Regions from separate parts of the Sus scrofa genome. Here region 1 is linked to region 2. A link is a contact called in public Hi-C data. All regions are on one chromosome and are shown on one strand. Each heading gives the region's core, a stretch centred on a gene start, on an enhancer-like site or on the middle of the called end of the contact. The rest is flanking DNA. Distances are from core to core; before and after follow the strand shown.

Region 1 (3,551 bases), core at 166-2,665, 210 kb before region 2:
CACAGTTGGAATTGGTGTAAATATTGGGGTGCTGGGGTTGACATCAGGTCAGAGAGGTGGAGAGTCAGTATGGGGATGAAGTGGACTTGTGTGCAGTTTCTGCAAAGCCAGTGTCACAAGTCCTGGGTTCCAAAATTACCTTTATTTATTCTGTGTGTGTGTGTGTGTTTAGGGCCACACCTGCGGTATATGGAAGTTTCCAGACTAGGGATCGAATGGGAGCTTCAGCTGCCGGCCTATACCACAACCACAGCAATAGCAACGCCAGATCGGAGCCAGGTCTGGGAACTACACCGCACCTAGTGGCAGCGCTGGATCCTTAACCCACTGAGCAAGGGCAGGGATCGAACCCATATCCCCATGGATACTAGTCCGGTTCTTAACCCTCTGAGCCACAATGAGAACTCCCCAAAATGACCTTTAAAGGTGGGTCAAGTTAGGGTTTTAAATGGTCCCCCAAATGGATAAAGTTTGAGGTCAGTATTTGTATTAGGGTCCTTTTCTTTTCTTTTCTTTTTTTTTGGCCTTTTTTACGGCCGCTCCCTTGGCATATGGAGGCTCCCAGGCTAGGGGTCTAATCGGAGCTGCAGCTGCCAGCCTACGCCAGAGCCACAGCAATGTGGGATCTGAGCCGCGTCTGCAACCTACACCACAGCTGACGGCAACGCCGGATCCTTAACCCACTGAGCAAGGGCAGGGATCGAACCCGCAACCTCATGGTTCCTAGTCGGATTCGTTCACCACTGAGCCACGTTGGGAACTCCCTAGGGTCCTTTTCTGGTGACCTAATCCCAGTTCAGAAAGTGTGCTGGTGTTGACCTGGGGTTGAGAGTGCAGTATTAGTTTCAGGTAAGCCTTTGGGTTCAGATAAGAGTGTTGGGGTCCACAGCAAGGGAGCCATTGGAGTTTAGGGTTCATACAGGGATCGGGGTTCAGCATTGGTACCAGTGTCCATTTGAAGAACCAGGGTTGGTGCTGGGGTGATACAGGGGTTTAGAGTCAGAGTTGGTGTTTGAGGTCAATATAGGGGTTCAGATTAAAATGACTACTTGAGCCCATTTCGGGTCAGATTTAGGGGGTTTGAACTTACTGTTGCGGGGGGGGGCGTCTGGACTCAATATCATGTTCAGATCTGAATGGGAGGAAGTCGGGTCCTAGAGTAGTGTCAGGTTCCTATTTGGATCGGGAGCCACTAATAGGATCTGGACTTCATGCGGGCGTTTGGGTCCGTCCCTGCTCATTACTGGGGTTCCGGTTCAATACTGGAGGCCGGGTGGGTTTATACGCCGGGTTGAGTTGCGGCCTCTTCGGGCCTACGCGGCTCCGCGGCTCTACGAGCGAGAGTGCACGAGGGGAGGGGCGGCGCCGGGGACGCGCACGGCAGGGGCAGGGGCGCGGGCGCGGGCGCGCGGCTGGAGCTGGCGCGGGAGCGTCGGGAGCGGTGGCGGCGGCGGCGGCGGCGGCAGCGGCAGAGGCGGCGGCTCCAGCTCCGGCTCCTGCTCGGGCTCCGGCTCCAGCTCGGGTGGCGGTGGCGGGAGTGGGATCCGGTAGCGGCGGCGGCGACAGAAGAGGAGCGGGAGCAGCGGCCCCAGCGGCTTGGGGGGGACATGCGGACCGACGGCCCCTGGATAGGCGGTGAGTGACCCCCGGGCCCCCCCTCCGGCCCCCTCCGCATCTGTCCCTTCCCCTCTCTCCTCACCCTCGGCGGATCCGAGCTGGGGGCGGTCCCGGGGGACTGGGGGCGCCGCTGAGGCCGGGCCGCGCCCCCACCTGCCGCGCCCGCCGCCTCGGCTGAGCACCCCCCGCCCCAGCCCGGCGGCTCCTCCCCGCGTGCCCCCCGCGGCAGACGTGTCCCCCACCCCGCTACCGGCTGGCGAGCTCCCCGCCGCCCCCCGCCGCCTGCCCCTTCCTCCCCCTCTCCCCCTCCCTCCCGCCGCACCTGAGCCGCAGCCCGCGCCCCCCCAACGCAAAGTTTCCCTTTTGCGTCGGTGCTCCCCCTCCTCGGTCCCGCCTCGTCTCCCCCCTCCGCCGGCGCGGACGCGCTCCGGGGGCGGCCCTCAACCTCCCACCGCCACCCCAGCTCCGGGCGGGTCCAGGCCGCGCCCCCACCCCCGCCGCACAGGCGCCCCCTCCCAGCCGGCGGGGGATCCGCAGCCGCCGCGCCCCCGTCTCGCTCGCGGCCCGGGCGCACGTGTGGTCCCGGGGTGTGCGCGGCGCGAGTTTGGAAGCCCCCCTCGTCCCCGCTCGGTCGCCGGCGCGAGCTGGGAGGGGCCGGGCCGGGCCGTACCTGCCCCTACCCGGGTGCAACGACCCCAAGGCCCTGGAGCGACCTGTCCCGTGAGGACTTGTCCACTCGGACCCGCTCGGGAAAGTTCACTCAGTCGCCGCCCCGCGTCCCGTCCCGAGCTGGCGTGCCCCAGTCCTCATCGCTGTGCCCATGCGCCCGTCTGGGCGTCTTTCTCCGTTCCCCTCGGTCTCGCCCCCTCTCTGTGCCCTTCAGCATCTCTGTATCTCTGTCTCCCGGTGTCACAGCCTCCCAGCCGCCCCCTCCGCCTGAAGCCGGGGTCTCAGCGGTCTGCACCGCCCTCCGCGGGTCTCTGTGTTCTTTCCCCGGGTCTCTGTGTTCTTTCCCCGGGTCTCTGTTCTCTCTTCCCAGGTCTCCCTGTGCTCCCTCCCCCATCCGGGCGTCTCGCTTCCTGGGTCTCTGTCGTGTCTCTCACGGGTCTCTTGGTGTCTCTGTCTCCTGCGGGCTGGAGTCTCCGCCGCCTCTCCGCGGCCTCCTCCCCCCGGGCTCTCTGGAATGCTGCCCCTCTGGTTCTGCCACCCCAGGGTGGGGGAGGGGCGAGCTTTCCTCCCCTTTTCAGCACCCCCTCCCCAGTGCAAGGCCCCGAGTTGGAGCAGGTTAGGGGGTGGCAGCCCGGCACCTGTCTAAGCTGAGAAATGGAAGGGGGCCACCGACGGGGGGCGCGGGGGGGGGCCCTCTGGATTCCCCCTGGGGGCCGCGAGGCTGGCCTGGGAAACGGGACCGCGGGGTGTTGTGTTGAAGGCTCTGCTTTGGCTCCTGAACAGACAGACAGGGGCAGGGATCCAGAGGGACCCCGTGCGGGATCTGGCCAGAGAATCCAGGGAAGCGCCTTGGGTTTGAAGCCTGGAAAAGGATCCAGAGCTGGTGCTGCCCGGGGGACCACCCTCAGTGGTGAAGGATCCACTGGAAAGGAAGGGACTCTGCCGAGGGATCAGGGATCCGGTGGGATCCGGAGGAGGGTCTTGAAGGAAATCTCCGGAAATTCTGTGCTTGGCTCCTTCTTAACTCTCGCTTCAAGGGAGCAAGAAAATCCCTGTTTTTCCCTGATTACAGGAAGGAGCCTGGGGCTGCAAGGAGGAGCAAGTGGAACTCCCTAAGCACAGCCCCCACATCCACAGGCGGGCCACACACTCCCACCCCCTCATTTCTCCTCCCGGCTGGCCCTCCCACCCCTTCCCCACCCGGCATCCACTTGTCTCCCGAATGCCCTCGCACACTGGGGCCTGCATGGCAGCCAGAGCTCCGA
Region 2 (3,858 bases), core at 503-3,002:
CTTTCTCCATATCAGCAGTAAGGCTCTTTTGCCTTTGGATCCTTCTGTGTGTTCACTGGAGTAGTGCTTTTAATTTCCTTCAACAGCTCTTTCTCTGCATCCACAACTTGGCTAAACCGGGCAAGAGGCCTCGCCTTTGGCCTTCTTGGCTTTGGTGGTGGTGTTGTTTGGCCACCCCGTGGTATACAGAGTTCCCAAGCCAGGGATCAGACCTGGGCTGCATTGAGACCTACCCTGCAGCTGCGGGAACACCAGATCCTTAACCCATGGTCCGGGCCAGGGCTCGAACCTGTGTCCCAGTGCTCCAGAGATGCCACCGATCCTGTCGGGCCACAGTGGGAACCCTGTGTCTTGGCTTTTGACACGCCTTCCTCACTAATCAGTTCTGGATTTTTGATTTAAACTGACAAATGTGTAATTTTTCCTTTCACTTGAACATTCAGAGGCCCTTGCAGGGTTATTAACTGGCCTGATTTTAATAGAGTCGTGTCTCGGAGGAGCCCAAAGACCAGCCCACCGGTGGGGCAGTCAGGACACACCCATGTTTATCCGTCAAGTCCACCATCTTATGCGTGTGTGGTTTGTGACACCCTAAAACAGTCACAGTAGTGACACCGAAAATCCCTCATCGCAAATCACCGTAACAAATGTAATCCAAGTGAAGACAAGTGTGAAATGGCGTGAGAATCACCGAAATGTGACACAGAGACATGAAGTGAGCAAGTGGAGCAGTTGGAAAAATAGTCCTGATAGACTTGCTTGATGATGCAGATTTGCCGCAAACCTTCAGTGTGTAAAAAATGCCGTGTCTGTGAAATTCAACGATGAAATGAAGTATGCCTGTGATAGAGTGTATTTCAGATAATTATAGGAATTCTGTCTTCATAGGAGCATGGGTGGTAATAGCTGTGCAGCAGAGGTGAATATTGCAGCGTGTCCACATTTTTAATGGAATACTGTTATAGAGTTCACTGTAAACTTTAGTGTAATGCTAATTTCGGTTTTACTTGTACTGCTCTTTTATTCTTTTTAATTATTTTTTGTCTTTTTTTTTTTTCAGGGCCACACCCAGGGCACATGGAGGTTCCCAGGCTAGGGGTCGAATCAGAGCTGTAGCCGCCGGCCTACACCAGAGTCACAGCAACGCCAGATCCGAGACTCGTCTGTGACCCACATCGCAGATCACAGCCCTGCCGGATCCTTAAGCCACTGAGCGAAGCCAAGGATGGAACCCGCGTCCTCATGGATGCTAGTCGGGGTTGTTAACCGCTGAGCCATGACGGGAACCCCATACCTCTCTTTTAAAACTCAGTTCTTTGTGAGTTTCTCAGGTAAAGCCCAACTGTGAATAAAAATGAAAGTCTGTGAACTTCCACGTATCGCAGAGAGAGGGGGGTATATTTGGATCAGTTTGTGAACCATCAGAGGAACCTGTTAGTAAACCACAGATCACAGTTTGGGCATCACGCCTTGCGCTAGGCGTGTATGTGACGGTGGGAGGCTCTCCTGCTGTCCTCGCGTTTGCCGTCCTTGCTGATTTCATGTTCGAGTCGTGTTGCAGCCGCTCTTCTAGACTGCTGACCGTGGTCAGTGTCTTTCTGCTTCTTGGGCTTGATGACGGCTCTTCCTGCTTTTGATGAGCTGCTCTTTCTGAAGGGATTTCCCCCCGTTGGGGCCCTGATAACCCAGTTCTTTCCTGTGCATAGTCTTCTTAGAATTCACAAGGGCCCCAGCGTTAGGAGGGCCGCAGCAGTTTGGAGGATGCTCAGGCACAGCCTCAGCCTGTGCTGTGCTTCCAGCACTGCTCACACCCATGCTCTGTGTGCATATGTGTCTGTTCAGTCACCTTCAGAGAACCACAGTTCGTTACAGAAGTCTGTACCTACTTAAAACCCAAACTATGAGCTAGCTTTATTTATCTCTGTAAAGAGCAGGAGGGACCTGCCAACCCAGATATGAAGACCTTCTGAAAGCCGTACTGTTAGACATGGTCATGTTGCTGCAGAACAGACAGGTGACCGGTTGAAGAAAGAGCTCAGGTGCAAAACCCATGCAAATACGAGCAGAACAGTGGCGCCGCAAATCAAAGCAGAAAGGACGTACTGGCCCACTAGATGGCGCTGAAGAAAGCGGAATCCGTACCTCACTCCATCCGTAGACTTTAGATAAACTAAGCAGGTTGAAATGCGAATGATAAGATTAGAAAGTTATAAGAGACGATGAAAGATTTTCTTTGTGACTTAGCTGTCGAGGGGAAGGACTGAACAAAAACCTTAAAAGCACAGCTCCTAAAACAGCAAAGAAAATGAATTTCTCTAAATAAAATTTAAGGACTTCTGTGCTGTTAAGGACACGGTAGACAAAGTGAACAAACAGATGATGTATGAGAAGAACTTTTCAGGATTTAAAATGTGCAGGGATTGATGTCTAGACTATGCAAGAAACTCCTGACATTCAGGAAGGAAAGAAAAATGTAGCAAATCCAGTAGAAAATGGGCAAAGAATTGGAAGAAGGAATTTATAGACTAAGAAATTCACAAGTCTGAGCATAGGAAATGATATTCAAACTGAGGGGCTTTGAGAAGTGTTAAAATTAAAACAAGATATCACTTTATATCTCTGAGAAGCTGGATCATGTCAAATATTGGCAGGAATGTGAGAATATGGTAAACAGTATTTTTTGCTGGTGGCCAAGTAAGCTGGTAAAACCGTCCTGGAACAATCTAGCCATAGTTAATCAGCGGAAGCATATGCACATGCTCAGCAAGTTTGCTCCTTTGTGCTTTTTCCATGGAACTTAGCCGAGGCAGTCGTCGTTTGTGGGCTCCGGGTGTTGGAGGAGGAGTGCGTGGGGATGCCTAGGTAAAAAGTAGGTTATTTATACATGAAATGATACGCAGTTGTTAGAAGGAGATCATATATAAACAAAACAACATGGATGGAACTTAGAAAACATAGTTTGAGTCAGAAATGAAAAAAAATAGGAGCTCCCGTCATGGCTCAGTGAAATGAATCTGACTGGTATCCATGAGGATGCAGGTTCGATCCCTGGCCTTGCTTAGTGAGTTAAGGATCCAGCGTTGAGCTGTGGTGTAGGTCGCAGACACGGCTTGGATCCCACATTGCTCTGGCTGTGGTGTAGGCTGGCAGCTCCAGCTCCGATTCGACCGACCCCTAGCCTGGGAACCTCCATGTGCTGTGGGTAAGGCCCTAAAAAAACCAAAAAAGAAAGAAAGAAAAAAAATAACAATGTCATTTATGTAAATTAAAAATATAGGTATGCAAAGATTTCTTAAGATATAAAAAGGATGAGCTATAAAATTAAAATTTGATAAACTTTACCAAAATTAAAACTATTTGCTCAAGACTGCAGCTGGGATCTGATCCTTGGCCCGGGAACTCCATATGCCACAGGGCAGCCAAAAAAGAAGACAGAAAAAAATACATAAGCAATTTGTATACATTAATGATAAGAGCGTAAATAGCCTAATTGAAAATGGGTAGGAGTTCCCACTGTGGCTCGGCAGTAACAAACCCGACTGGTATCCATGAAGACTCGAGTTCAATCCCTGGCCTTGCTCAGTGGGTCAAGGATCTGGTGTTGCTGTGAGCTGTGGTGCAGGTCACAGACTCAGCTCAGATCTGAGCACTGCTGTGGCTGTGGCGTAGGCCAGTAGCTACAGCTCCAGTTCAACCCCAGCCTAGGAACTTCCTTATGGCAGCCCTAAAAAGACAAAAACAAAAAACGGGCAAAAGATTTGAAGAGACACTTTACAAAAGAAAAGCTATGAATGGCCAATAAGCACCTGAAAAGATTCTCACCAGTGTTATTCATCATGGAGATACAAATTACAAGCA

The links. Hi-C and Micro-C count contacts between places; a contact is called where the count stands out from the background.
Region 1: a Hi-C map of retroperitoneal adipose tissue shows a contact between it and region 2, with 1.7 times the contacts expected there. The contact joins the promoter of PTPRF here to the enhancer-like site in region 2. A contact is called at or near these places in 5 of 47 Hi-C or Micro-C datasets (embryonic fibroblasts, fetal skeletal muscle, heart right ventricle and 1 more).

Annotation. Positions count from the first base shown.
Region 1 is chr6:167,741,614-167,745,164 of Sscrofa11.1, reverse strand. PTPRF (receptor-type tyrosine-protein phosphatase F) reads left to right here and starts at 1,415. Exons shown (of 33, transcript XM_021096855.1): 1 at 1,415-1,635.
Region 2 is chr6:167,529,950-167,533,807 of Sscrofa11.1, reverse strand. The region is part of intron 1 of ST3GAL3 (ST3 beta-galactoside alpha-2,3-sialyltransferase 3); the gene reads left to right. Among named protein-coding and RNA genes, the nearest start is that of ST3GAL3, 27 kb to the left of the region's middle. Within about 2 kb of position 1,752, at least 4 of the 83 cell types and tissues checked have an H3K27ac peak or open chromatin away from gene starts, as enhancers often do. A contact at or near this core is called in retroperitoneal adipose tissue, where this site is marked.